2 separate regions of the Triticum aestivum genome follow, and region 2 is linked to region 1. Evidence: chromatin contacts called from public Hi-C data. All regions are on one chromosome and are shown on one strand. The core of a region is the stretch at or near the end of the contact, and the rest is flanking DNA. Distances in the headings are between cores, read along the strand shown. Region 1 has its middle 8.0 kb from the start of LOC123074969. Region 2 holds the start of LOC123079706 (epsin-3).

Region 1 (2,927 bases), core at 301-2,800:
TGCCTGGCCTCGATTTTGTTCCACTCCATTGTGTTGGCTGTGTTACTGGTAGGTTTCCCGCCGGGGATTGCAGATAGCTTGGAGCAGCAGGGTCCGGTCCGTCTACTGCCTCTTGCTGGGAAAGAATCTGACTTGCCTATGGCGGCCGAGTTCAACGGGACGTCGGCATGCGCTGAAGTTCTTGGCAGACTGTCCAGTACCTGTGTCAAAGGCAAGAGTGGAGCAGAGTAAGAAAGCATCGCCGACGCAGTTAGCTGAACCACATGCAAGGTGAATTCTGAAGGTGGACCAAGAGGTGAGGCATCCTTACCTGTGTGCATCTCAGCTACAGATATCTCTGGTAGAGCTTGTAGGTGTGCGCAGTTGTGTGCTTCGAGCAGATTGGGGTTGAAGAAATAAGTTGATGCAATTCCTGTGTTTCTTTTGAAGATTGTTATGGTTTGTCTCACCTATGCTGCATTCGTTAGCTAGGAAAAATTGGATGTTGAGTTCATTATCGGCGGATCGAACCATTTGCAGCTTAGTAGCTGTTTGAGAAAAAGTCCCCAGCCTCGGCTGTGTGCAGAAATCAATTTGATTCAGTTTCTGTATTATCTTCTCAGGGCTGTTATTGTTTGTCTGATTTGGAAGTTTCACAAGTTTTGTATGAAATTGCAAGTTCAATAAATATTCCACAAGCAATTGGGCCCGTGGTATCCAAACAATCAGAGGCTTGGGCAAGAAAATTCATCAATATTACGCGATGTCGCTTGGAATAGTGCGTTCTGCATGTGGCCATCTGTGGGAGAGGTCCAGTACGTTCCAGTTGCTGGTCTAGAACGTCAAGTTCCGTCTGTGCCGATGGTGAGTTAGCATATGGGAGCAATAAATTCGAACGAGACATGCGTGGGCCAGTGTTTCTGAACTGGACAAATACGTGCAGAAATACATGCTCTGTTGTGCATCTCCATGCAGCTGTGTGGTTCAGATTTCGAGAGCATCTAAGCCCGGGCACCGAATTGAGTTTTCCGTTATTGTTTCCCTTTCTCTCTTTTTTCTGTCAGGAATGAAATATTATGTGGTGTCGTCTCACAATGTATCATTCTCGAAGCTATCTGCAAACAATGTTGTAATCTAATGTGTTTTATTCTTTCAACTCGATGGGGATATGCGGCGGCCCAACTCCAGCTCAGCGCCACCAGACATGGGTAGACGTGCGAGATCCGTGGCGGCAGCATGCCGTGGAGGAGGAAAGACGTGTGAGAGGGAGTTGCTCGCCGAGAGGCTGCCATGGAGGAGAAAGCCAACCAAATCGCCACCGTGCTACCTGCTCCTCTAAACAAATTCTGTACCCATGTATGTAAGGCGCTGCTCTGTAAGGCGTTGCTCCCTCCAGTGACCCATGCCCTTGGCTCTTTGAACCGTGTGACGACAACTAGGAGGACGAGCTGTGGCGGAGGGCCAGCTACGCTCCTTTGACTTCCGGTTCCTGTTGGCTATCTCCATCGAGGTTATTATGGCCTCCGGGCGCATGAACACCGCCCTAATGATGTGATGGGTGTGATGGATCTTGCGAGGCGAGGGCGGTCTGTGGCTGCAGCTTCTTTGAGCGAAATACCTTAGGGGTGAGCCCCACCTGGCATTCCGCTCGGGGGTTTTCAGTTTTGAAGATCCATCCAACGGATTAAGGAGGATATTCGTCTAGGGTCTCTTTCACTATTGAAAATGGGGAAGGAACCCAATTTTGGCTGGACCCTTGGATGGGTGGCGAGCCATTTAGGGCGAGCTTCCCTAGTCTGTTCGCTATCTACGCGGACCCGACGCTCCTGGTGTCCGCGGCATCCCAAGATGGGCAATGGAACACCCCGTTCCGTCGCACATTTGGGCAGGCGGAAAACTGAGGAGTGGGGTTGCGGGGGTGAGGATGCATGGCGACGCGGCGTAGGAGGCGGGGTTGCGTGGCGGCGCAGCTGAGGAGGTGGGGCTTGGGACGAGGAGGGGCGGTGCGCGGCGGTAGGAGGCGGGGTTCAGGACGAGGAGGGGCTGCACATCGCCGAAGGACGTGGGGCGGCTGGTGGTGGGTTGTGGAACATGGATACAGGTTAGGGACAAACTAGGCCCGGTCGTGCTCTTTTTTTGTTTTCTTGAGTTTGGGAACATTGCGTCGCGCCTAAATAGGGCGAACTGTTATGAGAATACTATTATGATCCTATGAATCCGAACACACTTTTTCTTTATTTTTTTCATTTTGTCTATTTTTAAAATTCTTGTTTCCCTTTTTATTTTTTTTATTTTTCTTTTTCAAGTCCATTTGTTTTCAAACTTGAACAAGAATTTCAACTTTTGTTCGGAATTTCAAAATATGTTCTCACTTTCAAAATTTGTTCGCAAAATTCAAAAAATGTTTGTGAATTTCACAAATTGTTCGCGGTTTCAATTTTTTCATAATTTAATTTTTTTTCCTATCTACAAAATTTATTTCAAAATTAAAAACAGTTCAGAAATTTCAAAAAATATTCGTTGTCCAAAATTTTGTTCACAAATTCAATTTCCATTTACGAAATTTGTTCACGATCTCAAAAAAACGTTCTGTTTCTTTTAAAATTTGGACAGAAATTCAAAAAAGTTTCAGAGAGTTTTTAATAATGTTCGCACTTTCAATTTTTTTTTTAAATGTTCCCGTTCTCAAAAAAAATTGTTCACAAAATAAAAAAAGTTTGGGCAAATTCACTGTAAACTAGTCGCCTTTGATCGTTCTTATAACTCGCGTTTCGTAACTGGCCATTATAAGTCATCAGGTCGTTTGGCTAGGGACAAGCGCTTACCAGCGTGAGGTGCAGGTTCGATCTCTCGCTCGATTTTTTGATTTTTGGACAATTTCCAGCGTGATAACGGGCCGGCCCGCCGGGAGGCTGTCCCTGTGCGGCGCGCGCCGAGAGGTCCCATGC
Region 2 (2,927 bases), core at 207-2,706, 120 kb before region 1:
CGGCTGCCGCTGCTGCCCGAAGCCGTGGAACGGGTGGCGGTGGTGCCGCTCCTCCGCCGCCTCCTCGCAGACGCTCCTCGGGTCGGGCCGGGACACCAGGTTCTCCTTGTCCTCGCCCTCGCCGTCCTCCTCCTTCCACGGCCGGTCCTCGTACCGCGAGTGGCTCCGCCCGTACACATGCGGCGCCGCGCGCGAGCCGCCGCCGCTGCTGCTGAGGTTGAAGCTGCCGAAGCCCTTGATCTCGCGCGCCACCTTGCGCGCCCGCTCGCGCTCCTCCTCCAGGAACGGCCCCCGCTCCAGCAGCTTCAGCACCCGCTCCGACTTGCCCTTCACCGTCAGACCCCAGTTGAAACTGCACCGCAAATTCCACAAGAACATCAGAAAATTTTCAACCCAAGGACAGAACAAGAATGAATAACGTGTAGGAAGAGGCAAAGATCGAGATCGAACCCTCTCTCGTCGATGTGTTGGAAGGTGGCCATCTGCCGGATGACCTCCCGGTCCTTCTGGAACTCCAGGGCCACGCTGCGGGGGCCGTGCGTCAGGAGGTGCTCCAGGAGCAGCAGCGCCTTGTACGGCTCCCGCCACTGCCTCCGGTCGAACGTCGCCAGCCTGAGGATCGACCCATCGATGCTGCCCCGAGTTAGACGGCGGGCGGAGAAGAAGGGAAGAGCGTCGATCCGGTGCGGCGAAGGAGAGGGAGAGGGAGAAGGTCACCTGGTGTGGAGGATGTCGGAGATCCTGAGGTACTCGTCGATCTCGAACGCCTCCCGCGCGATGAGGCTCATCGTCTTGGCGTTCGGCAGCGATGCGTCCCCGTTCGTCGCCTCCTCCGTCATCCTGCATGGGCAGCCACTCTCTCTGTCAGACCTTGGCAGAGCAACGGTACACCATGAAAATGAAACGGAGGACAGGAATGGATTGTCGATCGGGGAGGGCCGGAGGGGTCACGTACAGCTGCGTCGGGGTGACGTCGGTGAGCACGAGCCGCGCGGAGCGGATCTTGCCGGTGAGGTAGGAGGAGGCCTGCCGCCGGAGCTCGTGGAAGAAGGGCGCGTCCATGGCCGGCTTTCACGCACGCACGCACGCACGCAAGAACTTCCCCTTACCCTCGAACCTCCCGACCGCGCTCGTTGTCGCCGAGGAGGATCGGACCGGTGCGGGGTGGATATAACAAGGCGACGCGCAGAGTGCCGTCACGTCACTCCCGTCAACCGCGCGTGGGTGCGTCCGCCCGCCCCCCAATGCCGGCAATGGCAGTGGCGATAGGCAAAAGCAGCAACCACTCCACTCCGCACAAGGGCGCAAGCCAACAAGCGGTACGGGGCCGACGGAAGCGCAACCACTCCTCTCTCTCCCGAGCGCGCTAGTGACGCGGAGACGGAGACTGGGAGGAGGCAAAAATGGATCGGTAGTAGCCGGCGGGAGCGTTGGAGGTTGGACGGGACGAGCTTATTTGGAGGGGGAGGGAGAGCGCTGCGCTCCATGCCATCCGCTGGTGGACGTGGACGTGGATCCACTGCGGCTTCTTGTTTCTAGTGGCTTCGGACCGTTCGGGGGGCAGCGAGCGAGTGGGGTGGCGAAACGAAACGTCAACCGGTTGGACGGGACGGCAGCAAGTTTGAATTTTGAATTACGTGGTGCGGCGACGGCAGGCGGGCGGGATGGCGTACGTGGTGGGTCGTATACGAGGTCACGTGGTGTCGCCCGTTTACTCGTGGCGCGTGGCCCGTGCGCCGGCGGCCCCGGTGGGGCAGGTGGTGCCTAGATTGTGCGTGGCACTGTGACGTGGTGTAGCACTCGCGTGGTAGGGCGGCAGCCAGCAGGGACGCACGGAGGCGTCTAGAACAGATGAGAACAAACGCGTCACCACGTTTTTCTATTCTCATAGCAACACGTAACAACTGGCGAACCCGAGCCAAACCCAGCCCCTCGGGAAACGCCTGGGGCGCCGGCTGAAGCGAAAAGACGCGTGGGGTCGCGCTATCGGCGACAACGGGCATATTCCTGCCGTTTTTACCCGCCTTTTCCCTCCATTCCCCCATTGCCCCCCTTCTTCCCTGCCGTTCCCGCCATTCTACTCATCAAACCTGAGCGCCATGCCGCCGAAGAAATATGTGGCCCCTCGCGTCGTCGATTTCACCCAGCCGAAGCAGAGGAAGGCGAGGGCGCCGATGGCAAGGCCACCGGGCTTGTCGAACGCCGAGTGGAGGGCCAATGTTTAGCGCCGGGAGGCGGTCACTACCGACCGGCGGAACAGACTCATCACCAAGAGGGCCAGGGACTCGCGCGGGGGGATGATGAACCTTCCGCCCGGCCACTACCCACAAGCCGCTTGGGGGAGCCAGCCGAGCGTCGCGTCGCCAGCCAACTTCTCGCCGCCCCCGCCGCAATGGGGGGACGCCCCCTCGCCTGGCTACTCCGACGGCGACGCGCATGGCGGTCCCCAACATCACCTTCGCACACGGCTCCGTGCCACAGTTCAGCAACACCGACGCCACCGACGCCGACATGGGCGAGATCATCACGAGCGGCTCGGTCGCCGCCGCTTCCTGCCCCGAGTTCCACGCACAAGACGAAACGATGGACACCGCTGTCGACATGGACGACGAGTGATACGTCTCCAACGTATCTATATTTTTTTGTTCCATGTTGTTATATTATCAATCTTGGATGTTTCATTATCATTTTATAGTTATTTTATATCATTTTTTGGTACTAACCTATTGACATAGTGCCAAGTGCCAGTTGCTATTTTTTCCATGTTTTTTACATCGCAGGAAACCAATATCAGACAAAGTCCAAATGCCATGAAATTCCATGATAATTTTTTATGGGCCATAAGGAACACAACGGGCCCTGGCTGCGCCTGGGGGTGCCCCGAGGGAGGCACAACCCACCAGGGCACGCAAGGAGGCCCAGGCGCG

What was found. Hi-C and Micro-C count contacts between places; a contact is called where the count stands out from the background.
Region 2: a Hi-C map of leaf shows a contact between it and region 1, with 8 times the contacts expected there. The contact joins the promoter of LOC123079706 here to the enhancer-like site in region 1. A contact is called at or near these places in 3 of 5 Hi-C or Micro-C datasets (leaf and root).

The regions. Positions count from the first base shown.
Region 1 is chr3D:464,478,199-464,481,125 of IWGSC CS RefSeq v2.1, reverse strand. No RefSeq gene overlaps it. Among protein-coding and RNA genes, the nearest start is that of LOC123074969, 8.0 kb to the right of the region's middle. Within about 2 kb of position 1,550, at least 7 of the 8 cell types and tissues checked have an H3K27ac peak or open chromatin away from gene starts, as enhancers often do. A contact at or near this core is called in leaf and root, where this site is marked.
Region 2 is chr3D:464,593,297-464,596,223 of IWGSC CS RefSeq v2.1, reverse strand. LOC123079706 (epsin-3) reads right to left here and starts at 1,456. Exons shown (of 4, transcript XM_044502504.1): 1 at 956-1,456; 2 at 718-840; 3 at 451-612; 4 at 1-352. The coding sequence starts at 1,062.